Linked DNA regions of Urocitellus parryii: region 1 is linked to region 2. The links are chromatin contacts, called in public Hi-C maps. All regions are on one chromosome and are shown on one strand. The core of a region is the stretch at or near the end of the contact, and the rest is flanking DNA. Distances in the headings are between cores, read along the strand shown.

Evidence for each region. Hi-C and Micro-C count contacts between places; a contact is called where the count stands out from the background.
Region 1: a Hi-C map of muscle shows a contact between it and region 2, with 4 times the contacts expected there. The contact joins the promoter of LOC113183580 here to the promoter of Cxcr6 in region 2. A contact is called at or near these places in 2 of 2 Hi-C or Micro-C datasets (liver and muscle).

What each region holds. Positions count from the first base shown.
Region 1 is chr3:201,506,469-201,512,988 of mUroPar1.hap1, forward strand. LOC113183580 (C-C chemokine receptor type 5) reads left to right here and starts at 5,171. Exons shown (of 2, transcript XM_026389897.2): 1 at 5,171-5,198.
Region 2 is chr3:201,248,323-201,255,693 of mUroPar1.hap1, forward strand. Cxcr6 (C-X-C motif chemokine receptor 6) reads left to right here and starts at 3,897. Exons shown (of 1, transcript XM_026390084.2): 1 at 3,897-7,371. The coding sequence starts at 5,692. The coding sequence ends at 6,711. The region is part of intron 14 of Fyco1 (FYVE and coiled-coil domain autophagy adaptor 1); the gene reads right to left.

The sequences.
Region 1 (6,520 bases), core at 3,921-6,420, 260 kb after region 2:
GGGAGCCTGCTGAGACCCAAGCCCAAGATCAGGTATTTATAAGGCCTCTTCCTGCCACCGTCTAGGTACTCCCCAGCACAGCAGCCTCACAAGCAAAGATCAGGGCATTGAATAAAGTCTCATGTTGTACCGTCTCCCATAAAACATCCTCACGTCATCCATTCACGATAAGAAATTATTTTATTTCTCTCCAATCAGTTTCAGCCCTAGGGTCAACTGGATTCTGAAGGGCTTTGCCTGGGCTAGGGGGTGTGTCCTGTCCTTTCTGCACCAGCCTATGGCCAGTGAGCTACGTCAGGGAGACCTTCTGTGCTCCCTCTTCTGGACAAGTATTGAGAGGAGGGGGAGATAGCTGGGAAAAGGGTGAGTGCATCTTGACCCAGTGGACCCCTGCCATAGTCCACCAGCAAGGCAGGCATAATTGTGTGCTCCCTTCCAAGGGCCTAGAGCTGGTGGGGCTCCCCACGGTCACTTCGTAGACACACAGGGTCTCTCTTCAACTAGACTTCTTCCAGCCTCCTATTTCTTGGGCGCTGGGTTCGCCTCACACAGACCTTGGGCTCCAGCATAACAGCTCTTGCCCAGTTACCTCTTGTCAGGTGACTCGGGCAAGTGCAGCCTAGGGACACTCTTGCAGCATAAGTGACATGTCGTCTCCACCCACCACCTTCCTCCAATCTCTAGTCCTCTGGTCAGCTGGAGGTCGCCTCGTGAGGGACCCACGGGAAAGGAGTGCTGGCCTTACTTTTGGCAAACCCCCATTCCTCACCCTCTTCTCTCAGAGGCCCCCTGGGCCTTGAGGAAAGAGACTCCACTATGTTCTCCATCAATACCACATGGCAACCCTTCCCCCCCATGGACTCCTTATGAGGGCTGGGGTGGAAGGGGACGATGGGATGGGTGGAGGCCCAGGGCTGGTTATGTCACCTCTCAGTAAGCCCTGAAGAGGTGTTTGACCTCAGGTGTCAGTGGTTTTTCTCTAGAACAATGGGGCACACCTCTTTGCCCTCATCCTTGAAGCCATACTTGCCAGTACCGGGGCCACCGAAAGAGCCCTACCTAATATCCTGTTATGCACAGAGCTAAATAGAGAGCTGCAGGTGTGGCCTGACCCACTTAAGATGACATCGGGTCTACGTGCACCTTAATCAGCAGGTTGGACTTGGGTGTTGCCATGCCCCAGACCACAGGAGCTCCTGAAAGAAATCTCCCCGATGTGTAGGGCACACTTCTAAGCTGAGTCAAGGGGATTCTTCCACCAAGTCTGGACATATCGAAGCACACGGACAGCTTGCTGGTGCCGACTGGGTTTGATATTTTTCATGGGGTGTGTCAGGGATGTGGCACGTGGGCTGGGAAGAGGGTTATCCTGAGAAGGGTCCAGAGGGGACAAAGACAGGAATGAAAGAGCAGCATGGTCACCTCCCAACCTCCCACCATGACAGGCGTCTGAGACAGAAGGTGGCGAGGTCATCCAGGACCCAAGCCTCATTGCTAAGGCAAGCAGGTGACCCAGGGTGACACTGAGGAGAGAGAGCTGCTCCTCTTTCTGTGAAGACAGTGGGGATTCTCTGGCTGTCTTGGCAAAGGTGGCTTTGGGGGCACTAGGAGTTTCCTCCTGGACAGGACGTCAGAGCACTGAGGGCGGCTGCAGGACAGCATCGTTCATATTAGTGGACAACACCAAGAGCCTGGTGGTGTATTAACAGGGCATCGTTAAACACAGTCAACGGGGTGACGTGGAAAGATAAGAAACCATTCAGGAGAGGACGGATCTGGGATCCTGTCGAGTCGGAGTTAAGCCATAGGTGGATTTCATCTGTATGAAGCCACAGAGAGACTTACTTCCAGGCCAGGCCAAGGGTGCCTTTCTGGGTGGTAGGGAAGTCTAGTCCTCAAGGTGGTGGTGCCAGGAGTGTGTGCAAATTCAAACTCGCCAAGCTGTACCACCCAAACCAGCGCCCTAGGCTGTCTGTGAGACCTCAAGAAAAATAGAAAGTAAAGAACTATGATTTTAATAAAGATGCCTGTATTGTCATCTGGAGCGAAATAAAAAACCAAAAAGCCTCAGCGCATAGAGTGGTACACGTGTGAGAACAATCGAAAGGCGTGCGTGAGAAAAGGCAGGAATTGAAACACATCAGTAAAAGGGATTGCTTTGAGACTGTGAGAATATGCCTGATTTTTCCCTACTTTCTGTTTTTTCCCAATTTCGTGTGCCATGAGCATATGTTGGTTTTATAATTAGATCTTTGTTTTTCAAAATAAAAGACCATCTGCTATCTTTACAGTCCATCTCACCATCAAGCCAATCCTGACCTGGAGTCAACTCAAGCCCCAAGCATTTTCCAAAGAGCTGCCATAAAGCAAGATTTTAAGTCACTGTACTTCTGTCATTGACCCTTCCAACTCAAGAAGAAGCAATGTTCTCCCCCATCTGTTGATGATGCTTTGAGCATATGGCCCAGAGGTGGTGTGCGCAAGGAGAAAAGCAACCTCTGGAACATCAGTGCAAGAGATGGAGCTGCTGTTTGAAAACTAGCCCCAAAGCAGAGGTGGTGTGAGACACTTTCCAACGTGGGCATCAAGTCTAGAGTAGGAAACTGATCAAAGGATTATTTCTCATGGGATCCCAACACCATACATCGGAGACTGAGAGCCATGCAAACCGAGAAGAGAGAACAGAGAAGCAGAGACGAGAAACCAAGTCACAGAGTGATCAAGGGCTAGCTCGTTATTGTTACCTCCAGAACAGAGTTTCATTTATTAATTACTAAAGAATTTCTCATGGGTCCTCACTTAGTTGCGCATCCTTGGAAGGGACCCCCACCCCAGAGGTAACTGGAATAGCTCTTTGGACCAGACACTGCAAGGAGGGTGAACACCCTGCTGAGTTGTGCTTCCTTGTTTCAGCCCATGAATCCTCACCCCGTTTCCCAAACTGCGTGGAGTTCTGTACTATTTAAGTACAAGCTGACCCTGGGTCTAGAACATCACCGGGAGGGATGAGGAAATGGAAACTCACAGAGGGGAAGTAACAAGTCAAAGTCATCCCCCAGGCACTGAGCAACCCTGAACTTCCTCCATGACTTCACAGTGCCCTCTGGGGGTGAGCAGGCCCTCACATCCTCAGCCATCCTGATGACAGTCACCAGGGACACGGGTCTACACAGCGACAATAAGAACCAACAACAGTCACAAACAGAAACATAACATTTGGCCAAGAGTTTTGCCCAAGAGCCAGACCCGTGAACACACAGGCCATCCTTCCAAGAGCCCAAACCAGAGCTATGTTACTTATGTGGTATAAATTTGTATGTCCGTTTATTGATATCCTGGGTTGCCAGCGCTTTCTGAAGCACCCTTTGTATGTCTCTGTTTGAACAGTCCACTGAGGGCAGGGGGTCTGAAGAGGATGGACATCCCTGTAACATTTGATCTTGACCACAGACATAGAGAATAGGTTTATGGTTTGTTTGTTGTTTGTTTTTAACCCTATTTTACAGATAAGAAAACAAGGTACAGCAAGAATCAGTAGCTTTGTCTAGAGTTAAGTAATAAATAATGAAGCCAGGGTTGGACTCCCTGCAGCATAGCCACAGTCTTTCACTGTTGCCTTTTGAATCGCATGCATGGGATGAACTTGAACGAGTGCCCCCTAATTCATTGTCCTCCTGCTGGGTACTGAGTCCTGAGCACTGTCGTCATAGTCATACACCCCCTGCAGGGTGGTTCTCGAGGGCTGAGCTGTTTCTGTACTTTTCTGACTTTTTCTGAGTAGTCATTTTTTTCTATTCTCCAAGAACCGACTGCCTTTCAGTTTCTAGTTTGCTGATACTAATCTGCTCCAGGCACAGTCTCCAGGAAACTCATTTTATTAGGGAAAAACAAATGTTCTCAAAATTTACTTATAAAATAAACTCCAAGAATGGATCCCTGAAGGAGTATCTAAGAACTCGGTGTTCATCGTGAGTTTGGTATATGGTAAATGCGTGCTGTGGGTGCCTCATATAATCTTTCCAACAAACCCACTGAAGGGCTCCTCTTATTCAGCCCACTACACAGAGGAGAACGCTGAGAGTAGAGTCGGGCTTCAAGCTTGACCGTCGGACCCCAGGGGCCACTTGCTCAGTCTGGGTACTAGGCTACCTCCACAGGTTTGGGAGCTTATGATTTTGCTTTTTGGAGTCTCCTTGGCCTTCTTGTGGATCATGAGCCATAGCTTCTTATTTCATCTCTGAAGTAATGGAAGCCCAGGAGTGCTCTTGAGTCTCACCAAGAGATCTTGACAGGACTGTACCCAGTGTCAGCATAGAATCCTGGACATGACCACATTCATTTCTCTCCAAATAAATTACGTCCTTGTGTGAGGAACTCAGCCACCTGTCAATCTGCCTGGGTGCGGGCAATCATAACTGCTCCCTGGATTGGAGGGTCATGCACAGGAATGCATGAGGATATGCGCCATGGGATACTCAGAGAAAGATGGGAAAGGTGTCTTGTTCCCAGGTGAACCTATGGTTAAGACCCTCTAGACAACCAGCTATTTTAGTTTACAAAGAAAAACAGGGTGGTGAGCCCATGTGAGTGAGCTATGGTGGGACAGAGGATGGAACGAGAGTGGGCAAAAGGGGGCACATGTAAAAAAGTAGGGTTCCCCTTTGAAAAATATATATATAAAGTTGGCTTTAATCGGGAGCAACTATTAAAAGAGTCCGGCTTTCTCATCCATTCAGCCTTACCACAGCAAGGCCCTGTGGTCTTCTGTAAATCATTTGCTTCTTGAACACCAATTTCTTTTATTCAAACCATGGGCTTTTGATTAGATGGCTATGTCTACCTCTAGCTCTAATATCCCTAATTCTTTCTGGTTCCTAACAGACTCTGGGTAGTGGGATGAGCAGAGAACAAAAGTGAAATAAATCATGGAATGGGAGAAGCTGGCAAATAAATAAAGCCAGAGCTCTTTTCTGTAGTCTATTTTAAATGAAACTTAAAAGGAAAAAAAAAAAGAAGAAGAAGAACAAGAAGAACTGTTCTCTGCTTCTTTTCCCCTGCAATACACTTATTCATTAATCTCCGCCCCCCTTTAAGAGAAACTGTGCATTTCCTACTTCTAAACTGGCTGTATACTCAATTTGCACAGCTCAGTTAGCCAGAGGAGCTGAGACATCCGTTTCCCCCTACAAGAAACTCTGGTAAGTCATCTCTCAGCCTCTTGGTCTCTTAGCTCAGCTTCTGTGATGAGTAAAACCTTGACAGGAAACGCAGAGAAGACATCTGGCAGCACCAGGTGCCCAGAGAACTATCTTAAAATATGATCTTTAATAGAAGGAAAGAATTGGGATGTAGGACAAGGGCCAGAGGAAGATAGCATCAAAGATACAAAAACACTATTATGAATGAAAGACTGAAGAGGGAGTAATATTACTTTTAAAACAAGTAAATCCTCACCTCTGAAAAAGAAAGACTTCCCAAGACAGGAATCTGTTGAAATCTCAGCAGGGACTCTCCTGAGTTAAGGAGAACTGAAACTACTCCTGTGGGTGCCATTGAGCATGTGCCCCCCCCCCGCCCCGAAGCTAAATCCCGTACTACCCCACCCCACCTCCCCCAAAAAGGGAAGCCTCAAAATTTTTCCAATTTAATATCAAATTACAAATATCAAATAAAGTTTCCTTCGAGTGGGTCAGTTCCATTTAGGAGACGATTCCTTTTCCGGCTCAGAGTTAAAGTGAGATTTCTCTGGGTGTTTCTTTAAGCCACCTCATGTGGGGTCCAGGGAGTCCCTGAGGAACCAGGATTAATTAGAGAGGATTTTCAGCTCAAGGGGTGGAATTATTTGAACACACTGGCCAAGCCAGCTGGTTGTAAAGCCAAACTGCCTCGAACCGAGGACATCCACCTTTGGAAGTAGATGAAGTGTTTTCTTTCGGGTCATTTCTTTGTGTTGGTATGACAGCTCTTAGATGTGACAACTCAGAAACTAACCAACACAAACTCCAGAGAAAACTGTTAGGATGGCAGCTTGGTTTGATGACTGGTGTTGGCTTCTGTCACCTTCTTGGGAACTTGGGCATCAACCCATTCTACTCTGACAATGGGTCACCAGTGGAGGGTCCGGTTCTTTAATTCTTTTGCCAAGAAGGTAGGTAGCATGGTGGTTGGGTGACATAGTGGTTGTAGTGCAGTTCCTTCCTTGCTGTGTGGCTTTGGGCAAGTTACTCATTCTTCCTGTGCTTCGGGGGGTCCTGTCTGCAAAATGCAAACAATATTACCTGCCTCATAATGTCACCCAGAGGATTAAATTAACAAATGGGTATGAAGCTCAGCATGGTGATTGGCCTCAAGTATATACCTGGGGACCTGGTGATCCTTACTGGCTCACTGGTGGTGTGTGTTTTTCGTGAGTTAAATAACTCTGGGGAGCAGTCAGTTCCATATAGATTATAAAACAGTGAGTTAAAACTGTGCCTGATTCCGTTTCTCAAAATTGCTATCCTCGCTACATTCACCACAC
Region 2 (7,371 bases), core at 2,647-5,146:
GCTCATCAGAACCAAAGAAAATGAAAAACTTGGTTCCTAGGCTGCACTAGCCACTCGTTGAGCACCCTATCACCCCACGGCTGGTGGCCACTGCATTGGACAGTGCAGTAGAGGGCATGTCCATGATGGCAGACAGCTATGCTGACTAGTGCCGGTGTGGAAGGCTGGCTTGAACCACACTCTGGGATGTGGGGCACTTTTTTATATTTTTCTATTAAATTTATTTTACTACTACTGTCTTATTAAATTATTTCGTCAGTTTCATTATAAAGAAAATTCCTAGTAGTTTTCCATTTAGTCACTGGCTTCCTTTTTTGCTTAAAAACCAAAAGAACACTTTTAGTATCTCGAGTCCTGATGATTTGGTGCCTATGGTCTGACCACAACATGCAAACCTGCAGCCCATCCTCATGACCAGTGCCAGATGCCACTGAGCAAGGCACCAGTCTGGGGATCTTAGCCATGAACTCATCCTCCACAGCCCTGCCAGCCACCAGTGCTTTATAGCTAGACTCTCCTCCCAAGAGCAGTAATGCCTCACCCCTGGATTCTGGCAGTGGCACCCCACAGCTCTGACTTGAGAATGTCAGCTCTCCTGAAGAAGTGAGCAAGTTAACAGAGTTAAATCTGCAGCAGGGATGTCTGTCACTTCCCTTTTATTCTCCCTCCAATTAAACTTAGAAGATGTTCAATAATTCATGGTAAATCTAAGATGTATACGACTGGGTACTAACCCTCAAGTTGAGAGGTTTGTTTCAGAGAAAAGTAATGTCCTTGGTACAATCAGTACTGCAAATAATAAAAGGCATTTTGTAAAGTGGTTTTGAACTAAACTTTGGCCCTCAGACTGCGAGTAGCTTGGTTCTTTTTTAGTTGCAGGTCTTCTATGCTACCCAGAACTTGCCATTACAGGGTGGTCATGACAATGTGCCATGCTTTCTCAAATATATGTGCCCCCCACCAAACACTTGTGGGCATGCATGCATGATCATGGAGGGCACTGGGGACAGGCCTCCATTCTTCCCCATGACATGAGTGATTCTCTCATGAGCACAGGCAGCCAAACAGGTTTGACAAGGCTCTGGTCATTCTAACACCACCCTGGCATAGCTGACTTGTCCCTGGAAAAAACTAATCTCTCACAGCTTAAAGATTCCAGCGTTAGGCAGTCTTACTCTAAAGGCTATCCTGCCCTAAAAGTCCTTTTGGAAAGATGGGGGCTTTGGTTCATCTCCCCTGCAGTATTTGGCTCAGCACTTTCATTTATTCATTTGTCCACTGTTCCCTGCATTCACATGGCCTCTTGGTTCTTACCCTGAAAGAACATTTCACTCATTCATTTGTACTTTGGTGGAAAGGACAATTTGAACTAGTTAATTCATACAAGGCCTGAAAACCCAACTAGAGGTCTGCAGATCTTTAACTGGGGCTCCCTGGGACAGTTTCATACTCAGAAAGATCAGGTTAAGAAGCACAGGCTAGGTGATTCTTAGGGACATGTATGTTCTTGTTAACTCTAATCTTCCATTTATTCATCTGTAAATGATTAGGAAGTGACTAGGATTAGACAGTTGTTCAAGGGAAACATCCAGCACAGTGCACAATTTTACTGGTTCACAGTAAATTGATGTTAGTTTCTGAATCCTGAGGTTGCTACTGGTCTCTACTTCCAATTCCTGACATCCACCCTCAGGAAGAGCCACCAGTTTTGCTGGGCAGGACAGCACCAATCTTGTGGGGTGGCAGAAAGGGAGCCCACACCTCTTCCTACTGCCTTCACCCCCTGGAGCTGGTGGAGAATGAGACCCAGGAAGATATTCCTTCCATTCCTGTCTTCCAGGTGTGATTTCCTAAAAGGGTCAGTAATGCTGGATCACGGGAATGAACTCCAGCTGTGCTGAGGTCAAGATGCTAACATCTGGGGGACTCCAGGTGTGGAGAGGGTAGCCCCATGAAACCAGCGAGGTCATGCAGGTTAGCTTGGTGGATGAGCACTGCCTGCCAGGGGGCCTGTGTGTTGTGGTTGAGACAGGGCTGTACCAGGCATTCTGGCAGAGTCACCAGCCAGAAGTCTTAGCCATGAACTCATCCTCCACAGCCCTTGCCACCCACCAGAGCTTTACAGCTAACCTCTCCTCCCAAGAGCAGTAATGCCTCACCCCTGGATCCTGGCAGTGGCACCCTAACAGCTCTGGGCCACTGGTTAAGCATTCACTGAAACCTGAGTTTGGCTCTTTGAATTACCAGTTACTAGCCATGTGTACCGGGGGCTACAATTTTGGTTCCAGTTTCGCTTTATATAGCGTTTTTGCCTATTATCATTACCCAAGATTTGTGTATGATTGTATGAATGGAGTGACTCTACATCATGTACAACCAGAGAAATGAAAAGCTGTGCTCCATTTGTGTACAATAAATCCAAATGCACTCTTCTGTCATGTATAACTAATTAGAACAAACAGCAATTTTAAAAATGGGGATAATACCACTCTACAGGGCTGCTGGTTGGAGCTCTGTGTACACATACAGATGAGCCCACAGCATGAACTTAACTTTGGTCCTGACCCAAACTGTTCCAAAGAGATGTGTGGTTAGGGAATGAAATAATGTGAAGGGACAAACATCACCCTCTTTAGTGGACTGACACAGCCAAACTTAACTGCTTGCCTTTGGTTTACAAATACCTGACCCTCAGGTCCTGGTGAAAGCTTGAGTGTCAAAACAGGAAGAGAGGGGTGTGAGGCATCAGAGTCGTGTTTATCTTTGACCCCCAAATTACATGTGCAGGCTGGCCATGTATATTTTGACCTGTAGGATGGAGGTAGGGGAGGAACTCTAAATTACCAGCCAAGAGTGCTTAAATGTGCAACGGAAACACAGACCACATCACGGAGGAGTAGAGGCAGATCTTGCTTGGTGAGCAAGCTCATCTCTAGAACAAACTGACAGGGCACTTGTGCTGGTGAGTCATTTGTCTTTTTCTTTATAGTGAGAAGGGGGTTAACCTTAGGCAGGTTGGGGTTCTCAGACTACTGCCTGCAGCAGGGCACAGAGCAAAATGGCCAGGCTACGGGGTTCATCTGTGCTTGGTTCTCATTCCACTGATGCCGTTTGCTGCTTTGAGGATTAAATTAGAGAAATGTGAAACTACTGACTCTTGGTTCTGGGCACACAGTAGGTGCCCATAAGCTGAGAGGACTGCTCGGACTGGTGTAAACAGACACCAGGGAGGTAAAGAGAGTCTTGTTACTGTCCATATTTGTTCACTGAATAATCTGTCTTCCTTTCATTTCTTTTGCATTTTATAAAACAAGCTATTATTCCAGATTACTGTTTGTTTTCTTTTTTCAGTATAAAACAATATGCCACTGTAGAAACTTTGGCTACTATAGAAAAATATAAAGGATGAGAGGAACTAAGTTATTCACAATTTTACCAGCTGGAGGGAAACTGATGATAAAATGTGGTTATTTTTCAATTTAAAAAAATAAAAATCACAATTATAAAGTTTATCACCTATCATAGATTATCAATCAAGGGTCCACAAAATATGGGGCTCACGAACTTCTAGAATTGCAGGTGTGTGTATATATTATTTCTGAGAAAAGATCTATAGCTTCCCTGCAATTTTAAAGGGGTTTATGAATAAAAAAGGCGAAGAATCAGAATAAAATTATTTTTTGCCACCTATTTGTTGTAACAGTTATAGCTAATAATTTTTTTCATTTTAACTAATAAATTTTTCATATTAACAAATAACTTTTTCATATTTACTTTGTGTTTACACTGTTCCAATCATGTAAATGCATTTTTTCCCCAAACAATTGAAGGTACTTTTAAAACATTTTGGTCATATCCTATGTCTGAATTGTAATGATCATTTATTTATTACCAGTCTTTTTACATTATTACCAAGATACTTTAATTTTCAGAAATCAACATAAGATTTTGATTACAGAAGATAAAGAAATGGATGCTTGTGATTTTTCCTCTAGGGGCAGTGATTTTTAATATTCTATCTGCACAGAGCTGTCCAGTCCCCATCTGCCAGCATTATACTTAAGTTTACCAATTATTCCACAGATATTTGTACAGGTCCTTTGGGTAAATGTGTAGTGCCAGTGTAAAGATCCAGCAAAAGCTGGAAGAGGATAAAAGAAGACAAGAATAAATTATGTAATAAGGAGTTGGACCATACCCTCAAGATAAGGAGAGCTGTCTGTTTCTTACTTTAAATGAATAAAAAAAAAGTTATTGTCCCCAATGAAGTAATAACACATACAGATCACCATCTGACCTACTTAAGTTAGTACTCGAGAAAGCTTTTTGGCAGGATACCTACTGGTTCACCTATCATCCTTAGAGATCTGACCTTCTGTGGTCTAAGTATGGGGACTATTTACTGAGCAATGCTGTCCTTTGAAGTGGGGAAAAGGCACTTCTGGCCCCAGGAAAGATAGAGTCCACAGGAGCACCAGGGTGCGCTGCTTCCAATCGGACTCAATTGTTTGTAGGAAAAGAAGTATCTCCACTGGATTAAAGAGGGGAGATGGCCTCACCTTTATATGCTGTCATCTGGCCTCTCGGGTTTTTGAATGTGCTGAACCCTGCAAGGGGCTCTGTCTAAATACCTGCTCTTCTTAAGACATCTTCTGGAGGAGCTGGAGGGTTATGAACCTGGGTCACTGGAATGAGCTGGCAAGGGCTAAAGGGCTAAAGTGGCTAGGCTGGCCTGGCATTCTTTAGCCCAACCACAGGTTACATCACTCATGTCCTTAGCAGGGCCACAGGGCAAACAAGGGTCAGATGGAAGTGAGTGCGTTGTCCGCAAGGAGCCCCAAGCAAGAAAGTCTCACTGCTAGGGTCACCCAGCTGGCGCCCATTTCAATTGGGTCTTCCATTTGTGAAAGAAGACCCAAAATACTAATCCTAGACACTAAGGCATGGCCCTTCCCGGGGAAATCCGCCTTTAAAGAGATTCCTAAAGATTAAAAAGTCTTCAGGAAAGGTCTCTGATGGTGGCTGTCATGAACTGTGACAGATGCTATGGGGAAAATCTGGATGGAGAGTGAGGACAGCCACCCAACTCTCTGGTCATGAAGCCAGCTCAGCCAAGGTACTGGGCAATGTGAGCTTTTCCAGTGCCTTCCTTTTCCACCTGTCACCCTTTTAAGGAGATGTAAGCAGGAAGGACTTCCCACCCTGACAGAAGTCCTTGTCATCCCCAAACATCTCTGGTCACCAGAAGTTTCCTGACAGGAGAACCTCACTTACTTGAGCTTCAGAAATTTCGCAAATGGGGCAGAGGATGGGCAGACAGCTGCTGTGAGGCCTGGGTGGATGAGGACAGGCCCCCTCGTGTGGAGCAAAGGGGACTGTACCTACTGGAATGCATGGTGGATTTTGTTTTTGAAACCACTGAGGGAAGGGTTTTATGGGATGTGTGTGGGGACTAGCTGGGTGAGATCCTGAGAATTCTAGGGTTAACAAAGTGTTCCTCATCTGGTCTGAACAGCTTCCCCTAGGAACTGGTCACCTGCAGTATGCTTGACTTTGCTGTTACCAGGCAGAACACTAGGGGGTGATGCCTACTTGTACCTACAGGGGGCAGTGGTAAGACAGGAGTGCCACTCTCAGTTCCAAATATAATTCCTGGGTTTTCACTCACAGGAGAACCTCAGAGCAGATGCCATGGAGGAGTACGATTACTCAGATCCCATGCTCTTCAACACCTCCAGCGACAGTAACAAGGTGCACGAGGGCTTCCTGCAGTTCAGAAAGATCTTCCTGCCCTGTGTGTATGCGGCAGTGTTCATCTCTGGCCTGGTGGGGAACTCCCTGGTGCTGGTCGTGTACATTTTCTACCAGAAGCTGAAGAGCCTGACAGATGTATTCTTGGTGAACCTGCCCCTGGCTGACCTAGTGTTTGTCTGCACTCTGCCCTTCTGGGCCTACGCAGGCTTCCATGAGTGGGTCTTCGGCCAGGTCATGTGCAAGATCCTCCGGGGCATATACACGATTAACTTCTACACGTCCATGCTCACCCTCACCTGCATCACCGTGGATCGCTTCATCGCTGTGGTTCAGGCCACCAAGGCCTACAACCAGCAGGCCAAGCGGATGATCTGTGGCAAGGTCATCTGCTTGATTATCTGGGTAGTCTCCCTGCTGGTGTCCTTGCCACAGATCATCTATAGCAATGTCCTACATCTCGACAAGGTCATCTGCGGCTACCATGATGAGGAGATTTCCACCATGGTTCTTGCCTCCCAGATGTCTCTGGGGTTCTTCCTGCCACTGCTTGCCATGATCATTTGCTACTCCGTCATCATCAAGACTCTGCTTCATGCTCGAGGTTTCCGGAAGCACAAATCTCTAAAGATCATCTTCCTCGTGGTGGCCGTGTTCCTGCTCACCCAGACACCCTTCAATCTTGTCAAGCTCATTCGCAGTACGAGCTGGGAGTACTATACCATGACCAGCTTTGACTATGCCATCCTGGTGACAGAGGCCATTGCATACCTACGGGCCTGCCTTAACCCTGTGCTCTATGCCTTCGTTGGCCTCAAGTTTCGGAAGAACTTCCGGAAACTTGTGAAGGATATTGGCTGTCTCCCTTGCCTGAGAGTCTCAAGTCAGTGGAAGTCTTCTGAGGACAGTTCCAAGAGTTGTTCTACCTCTCACAATGTAGAGGCCATCAGCATGTTCTAGTTGTTGGCTTTGCTAGACCTGGAGAAACTGCTCTGGAATTGGCAGGAGCGTGGCTATGTCCTCTGGAACTGATGAGGGAGGCTTTGTTTATAGCATCTGCATTCTCACGGAGAAGACATCAGACATGGTGGCTGGCATGCAATGCTTTGTAGACATGGACATACCCTGCTCTCTTCTTAAGACCCAGGCCTGATGCTCAAAGTGTGTATGTGTGTGTGTGTGGGGGGGGCTACAATTTTTAAGGACTTCTTCATCCCCAAGAACACTGAAGCCAAGGGGATGAGGATCTTAGGATCTCAGGTTTGTCATTACTGTGACTGGGGCTGAAGGCTGAAGAGGGAGCACAGACAACAAAGCTGTTGGTGGCAGGTGATGTGCTGTCTCCCAAGTATAGAAGACTCTTCTGACCACTGGGCAAGGAGTGGAGATGGGAGTGGCCTTGAAGACAAGTGTGGTCTATGTGGCTCAGACCTCAATCACCAGGCACCGAACAGGAATGAGGACAATGTCTGCCACACCTTGGGTTTTGACTTTTGCATAGGTGATGCTAAGGTTCTCTCTGACTAATCCTGGGAGGACCAGCTCTGGAGACTGTATGTGGACCCAAACAAATTAGAGTTGGCTGAAAATTCCACTGGTCCATGAACATGCTAGAAGAAG